Regions from separate parts of the Macaca mulatta genome. Here region 2 is linked to region 1. The links are chromatin contacts, called in public Hi-C maps. All regions are on one chromosome and are shown on one strand. The core of a region is the stretch at or near the end of the contact, and the rest is flanking DNA. Distances in the headings are between cores, read along the strand shown.

Region 1 (3,229 bases), core at 347-2,846:
TCTGATCCCTAAGTTGTTCCAGAATCGATTTAAGCAGAAAAGTACAGCAGAGACCAGATAAGTTACTGTGGAGTCAAGAAGTCTGTCATGTCTGCCATGAAGTTTGGATAGAATGAGTCAGGAATTGGCATTGGTCTTTTTTTTTTTTTTTTTTTTTTGAGACGGAGTCTCGCTCTGTCGCCCAGGCTGGAGTGCAGTGGCTGGATCTCAGCTCACTGCAAGCTCCGCCTCCCGGGTTCGGGCCATTCTCCTGTCTCAGCCTCCTGAGTAGCTGGGACTACAGGCGCCCGCCACCTCGCCCGGCTAGTTTTTTGTATTTTTTAGTAGAGACGGGGTTTCACCGTGTTAGCCAGGATGGTCTCGTCTCCTGACCTAGTAATCCGCCCAAAGTGCTGGGATTACAGGCTTGAGCCACCGCGCCCGGCGGCATTGGTCTTAAGATCCCAGATCTGAAAGTACTTCCCATTGATAAGATATTACTACACAGTCTGTAATTGATTATTTGCATAGATAGAAAAAACAAACAAACTTCCCCAGCAACTTAAGAACTCTAAAATATCAGTTTTGTCAACTCACAAATTTGGGTTGCGGTGAAAGTGGGAAAAATAGAGATAGGAAGATGTAAGTCAAATAAAAACAAGGTGTATCTTCTTGTCTTTGAATATCCATAGTTCTTTTTTATAAGGCAATTAAGAAGGATAGAAAATGTATTCCAGCTGATAAAAAGGAATTCCCTGTGCGAAAGGGAGAGGAAAGGCAGAAAGCAGGTGGAAAAAAAAAAAATAGCAGGCAGTTGTCTTAATAATGTAGATAGGTATCGCCTCTAATACAGGACTCAACACTGTTGTGCCCCAATTAGAGAGCAAGCATTGATCGCATGAACTTAAGTAGAGATAACTTGTTGCCAAATAATATTCAAAAGAATATCAGAAATCAGAATAAATATACTATTAGTGTGTTTCAAATCCATCAAGTAACCTAGTTTTTCTTCCTTCCTCTCTACAAGGGATTTTAAGTGCCACAGTGTGCTTCCCTCCCACTATGCTGGTGCTTTTCCATAGGAAGGGTTGTGCCTGGACCTCCCAGATTGGAACGCCGATTATCGAAGGCCCCAAGGCTGTATTCTCAGTTACGCCAAGTCACCTCAGATATTTGCACCAGAGCACCCAAAATTCGGTGCCCATGAGGATAGGTGGAGTTTGTTCACAAAATAGCAAAGTCTCTAGGTTGCTATTCCAACAGCGGCAGTACTGATGCTCCAGTTCGAAGGCCAGGAAAACAGAATGTAACGCCGGTGACTTCCAAAATATAAGTAACCACCAAAGTACATGCTTAATGACCTAGTGAAGTTAGCTTACGCCGCCTCCTAGACACCTGTAATGAAGACCATCTCAACAAAGCTCTAGGGTGGGTAACTCGATTTCACGAAAGCGGACACCAACGCTCTACCCAGGGACAAATGCGTCGTCTAATGTTCCCATTGGCCCTTTCGGCCTTCACTCAGCGGCTGGCAACGCAGTCTTCCCTAGCGCATGCGCGCCATCTGCTTCCGGCCTGCGAGCTCGGTGTTCCACTCTTTGTGGGCCGGGTGGATTTCCTGCTCTGCTTTTCTTATGCCTGGTTGATCTGTGTGCAATGGCTCCGGACTCGGATCCCTTCCCGGAAGGGCCTCTCTTAAAGCTGCTACCCTTAGACGCTAGAGACCGGGGCACCCAGCGCTGCCGCCTGGGCCCGGCCGCCCTCCACGCCCTGGGCGCGCGCTTGGGCTCAGCAGTGAAGATCTCGCTACCCGACGGCGGCTCCTGCCTCTGCACTGTCTGGCCTCGGCGGGACGGAGCGAACGGCTTTGTGCAGCTGGACCCGCTGTGCGCCAGCCCCGGGGCGGCGGTCGGGGCGCCGAGATCCCGGAGGAGTCTCAGCCTGAGCCACCTCCTCCTAGTGCCCTGTCCGCCCCTGCGGCGCGTCTCCGTGTGGCCGGTGTTGCGAGAGCTGGCGGGCGCGCCTGGTGCCCCGAATACAGCCGCGGTGCTGGAGGCGGCGCAGGAGCTGCTGAGAAACCGACCGGTCTCCCTGGGCCACGTGGTGGTCGCTCCGCCGGGCGCTCCTGGCCCGGTGGCTGCCTTGCACATCGTCGGCGGAACGCCCAGTCCCGATCCCGCTGGGCTGGTCACCCCTCACACTGGCGTCGGCCTTGGCGGGGAACCTCCGTCCGAAGCCCAGCCGCAGCCCGAGGTGCCCCTGGGAGGTCTTTCGGAGGCGGCCGACTCGCTGCGGGAGCTCCTCCACTTCCCGCTCCGCTACCCGCGCGCCCTGGCCTCGCTGGGCTTAGCGGTGCCCCGCGGGGTGCTCCTGGCGGGGCCCCCCGGAGTGGGCAAGACCCAGCTGGTGCGGGCCGTGGCGCGCGAGGCGGGCGCGGAGCTGCTGGCAGTCAGCGCCCCCGCGCTGCAGGGTTCCCGGCCTGGGGAGACCGAGGAGAACGTGCGGCGGGTCTTCCAGCGCGCCCGGGAGCTGGCCAGCCGCGGGCCCAGCCTCCTCTTCCTGGACGAGGTGGACGCTTTGTGTCCCCGGCGGGGCGGTCGAGCACCCGAGAGCCGCGTAGTGGCCCAGGTGTTGACGCTGCTGGACGGCGCAAGTGGGGACCGCGAGGTCGTGGTTGTGGGAGCCACCAACCGGCCGGACGCTCTAGATCCAGCGCTGCGTAGACCCGGGAGATTTGACCGAGAGGTGAATGGGCTTGGCGGGTTCGCCCACTGTGGGTGGAACCTCGGCCTTTTCTGGCACTAGTTGGCTGCCCCGGAGGCGTTTGTCTCTTAGGTTTGAGCATCGGTGAGGTTGGAGTGGGGCGCTTTGCAATGCAAAGAACACATTCTCTGCCCATCTATGATCTGTGAGTCAGGACCCGTGTTTCCCCAGAGTCAGATTGTCAGGACCTGTATTTCCCCAGAGTCTTAATTGTTTTGGGAAGCGGGGTGGCCATTACGGATTAATTTTGTGCAGGTCCTATAATCAGTAATGTTAATTCTTAAGAGAATTTTGGTCACCTACAAGCATGTTAAACTCATGTTTTGGAATGAGAATTTAAAGAAGGATAACCTCAAGAAGTAAGTGTGTTGAAATAAAAAGGGAGAAGGCGGGGAAGAACTAAATGGAAGCAGGCATTAACTCTTCTGGATTTATTCATTCCTTGTCATAACACCAGCACCCTATCCCACAATTGAGAAAGTACCCA
Region 2 (3,229 bases), core at 232-2,731, 200 kb after region 1:
GAAGGGTAGTATTGTTATTGGTGTTAAAACAAGTTATCACAAACTTAAGACACAGATTATTTCACAGTTCTGTTGGTCAGAAGTCCAACACTGATCGCATGAGGATAAAATCAAGGTGTCATCAGAGCATTAGAGAGGCTTCGGGGGAATGTTTCCTTATCAGTTCCAGCTTCCGGAGGTCACCCACAACGCTGGAGGCTCCCTTCCTCTATATTCAAAGCCAACAATGTTGTATCTCTCTAATCATTCTTCATAGTTATTGGTCATTCTTGACTCTCTTTTGCAGTTTTGGAGGCCCTTATGATTACAATTGGCCCACTGGAATAATCCAGGATAATGTGTTTTTTTTTTTGAGATGGAGTCTCGCCCTGTTGCCCAGGCTGGAGTGCAGTGGAGCTCATTGCAACCTCTGCCTCCCTGGTTAAAGCGATTCCAGGATAATCTATTTCAACACCAGGTAATTAACAACCTTAATTCCCATTTGCTATGCAAGCTAACACAATCACAGCTTCTGGTGTTTAGGCTGTGGACATCTTTGAGGGGCTATTATTCTGCCTACCATGGGTAATAAGGAGGAGCTAATACTAAGAGGAAAAGAGGCCCAAAGAGGAAAGGGTGTGAATGCACTGATAAGGGCAATGGGGAGCCAGTGCACGTTTCTGAGGCTTGCAAATTCTTATTTTTTTGAAGTAAGCTTTGGTTGCAGCTGAGAAAACTGAACAGGCATAGTTGGGGAGCAACATCAGGAGGCCACCATTACAGTTGAGATGAGAGGGTATAAGCTAGAGGTGGCAGAGCTAAATCGTTTTCTTTGGTCCAAAGCTGTCTATATGCCCTTTTCTAAGTGTTTTCCAACAGAATTCATGAGATCATTCCACAGGATCTCAGCAAGTGCAGTTTCTGATAATTTGGTCGAATTTGTTCAGTAGCTGCTGCAACGGAGGGCTTAAATCTTTCATCTACACTTAACAAGGGGAGACCGGAATAGTGGCAAAACCGTAGTTAGCAAGGCTGAGGCTCGCAGAGACCTAGGCATCGAATTTTTTAATGGTCCAAACCGCAGGGAAAGCGCGCACTCCCTGTTCTTAAGTTTTTCCCTAAACAGGGAGATAACACTAAAAAGCTGTCCCGCGTGAAGGCTGAAAGTCCTGTTTTCTCCCTAGCTTCAGTGAACAAAGCCTGACTGCTCGCCCGCGTCCAACAAAGACAACGCTCTTCCGGTCTTCGTGACCCACCCGGTGAGCAGCCCAAACCCGCCACCGTCCTCCCTCAGCTCCCACCAATCGGGTCGCAGGGCCTCGAGCCCCGCACTGCTGAGTCCGTTGACACTGCGTCCGGGGCCAGACGACGACATCAGCGCGGGGTCCCCACAACGCCATGGGGCAGAGCCAACTCTCGAGCGCGTGACCGAAGCCTGCAGTTTTTAGCTTCCGTCACTTCCGGGTGCGACAGTCTCTTCTGTCCGGCCAGACACTGGAGTCGTTAGGTGCCTCCTTGCTTCTGACGGGCCACACGTTTGCCCCTTCTCTCTGTTCCCAGCTGGAGGGACATGAGTGTCCCTGGGCCGTCGTCTCCGGACGGGGCCCTGACACGGCCACCCTACTGCCTGGAGGCCGGGGAGCCGACCCCTGGTACGTACTGTCGGGTAGGAAGCGCGGCCCGGGCTGGGTGTGAGGGGCCGGGACCGGAATGGGTAGGACTCCGGAGAAACCGTGAGGGAGTAGGCGGCTTTTGGCAGCTACGGCCGCCGGGCTCTGCCCCTAGTGCAGAAATGGGGAACCGCGCTGGCCCCTCTACCCAGCGCAATGGGCAGAACTGAAGTCCCGAGGGCAAGCTTTGTATTGGGCTGCAATTGGAGGCGGATGATGGTGAAGCCATTCTGAGTTTCTGACTCCGATACGTCATTAGTTATTTTTCATACGGCAGTGGTGGGGGATGGATTTACCAGAAAGATGATCAGCTTATAATTCAGAGAGGTGACGTATCCTATAATATTGACCACTCATGAAATGCGTGGTCTGCTTGGTGATAATTGCTTCATCCCTATTCCTGCAGCAGTCTTCTCGACCGAGTTCCAGGAGGGATTTAAGCTCTAATGCCCTAAGGCATCCATTGAATGGAATGAATTAACTTGCTGTGCACCCAAAATGGTACTATTTATGTACCATCCTTGGGAGAAGTGAGAAAATGGTCACTCAGAGCATTTTCTGTGTTCTCTGATTCAGATGAGGCCCTAGATGAGAAAGGCTGCAGGGCTTTGTATATGCTTTTTGTTTTACCTCCTGTTTCAGAAATATAGGGGTTACCCCCAAATAGTGCTCTCAGCACTTTCCTGTTCATGCTTTTCCTCAAAGATCTCTTCACACTTTCATAAGTCGCTTCTATAAATGTGACTTCCTTGTATGTATTTGAAACTTGGGCCTCTGTTTACTCTAGTGTGCTTCTCCATCTGCTAGCTGGATACTTTGACGTGGCTGTTTTGCACTAATCTCACAGTAAGGCATGTACATAAATGAAAACGTGTCTCATCCTGTTAATGGTGGTAGGTTACTCTGACTTGAAACTTTGAAAATGCTCTGGACTTTTTCCTTTCTCTCCTTCCACCTCTAAGGGATTCTCCTATACAATTCCATCTCCTTGTAATTTCACCCTTAAAACAGCCGTTGAAAGGCTAGTTCACCTCCAGTCTTACTCTTTCAACGCATCTGTCCCACTGCTATCACATCACTGTCCCAAGATAAAGCTTCAGTCATGTCATTCCTGTACTCAGAAACCTTAAATAGCTCCTCACTACTTATTAACAAAGCTCCAAACCGTTAACTTGGCAGTTAGAGGCCCTTACTGACCTTCCACATGGTCTTAAATAAGCTCGCTATTGCTATGCTGCATATGCTCCATGCGTCTCCAGAAGAAGCCTGTATTGTATTCCAGCCTTTCCTCATGCTGCCTTCTTTACCCATATTGCATCCATTCCACTCCTGCCACAGATTTCTTCCCCATTTGGAAACAGTCCTCACAGATTGTTGGTGGGAGTGCAAATTGGTGCCAGTTTCTTAGGAGGGCAGTTTGGCAATGTCTATTTAAAAAATGCATAAACTCTTTGTCCCAACAGTCTACTTCTAAGAATTTATACTACGGAAAGTGACACAAATATACAGATAAACAGGGAAGCTCACTGCAGCATTGTTTGAAATAGCAAAAAGTGAAAATAACCTAAATAATCCATCTA

The links. Hi-C and Micro-C count contacts between places; a contact is called where the count stands out from the background.
Region 2: a Hi-C map of fetal cortical plate shows a contact between it and region 1, with 2.5 times the contacts expected there. The contact joins the promoter of BLOC1S6 here to the promoter of AFG2B in region 1. A contact is called at or near these places in 3 of 14 Hi-C or Micro-C datasets (CD4 T cells, fetal cortex germinal zone and fetal cortical plate).

The regions. Positions count from the first base shown.
Region 1 is chr7:22,714,786-22,718,014 of T2T-MMU8v2.0, forward strand. It overlaps AFG2B (AAA ATPase AFG2B), which reads left to right and starts at 1,597. Exons shown (of 8, transcript XR_013395541.1): 1 at 1,597-2,724. It overlaps LOC144329856 (a long non-coding RNA gene), which reads right to left and starts at 1,502. Exons shown (of 4, transcript XR_013395552.1): 1 at 1,341-1,502.
Region 2 is chr7:22,911,788-22,915,016 of T2T-MMU8v2.0, forward strand. It overlaps BLOC1S6 (biogenesis of lysosomal organelles complex 1 subunit 6), which reads left to right and starts at 1,482. Exons shown (of 7, transcript XR_013395561.1): 1 at 1,482-1,631. LOC144329861 (a long non-coding RNA gene) reads left to right here and starts at 319. Exons shown (of 2, transcript XR_013395562.1): 1 at 319-457; 2 at 1,164-1,371.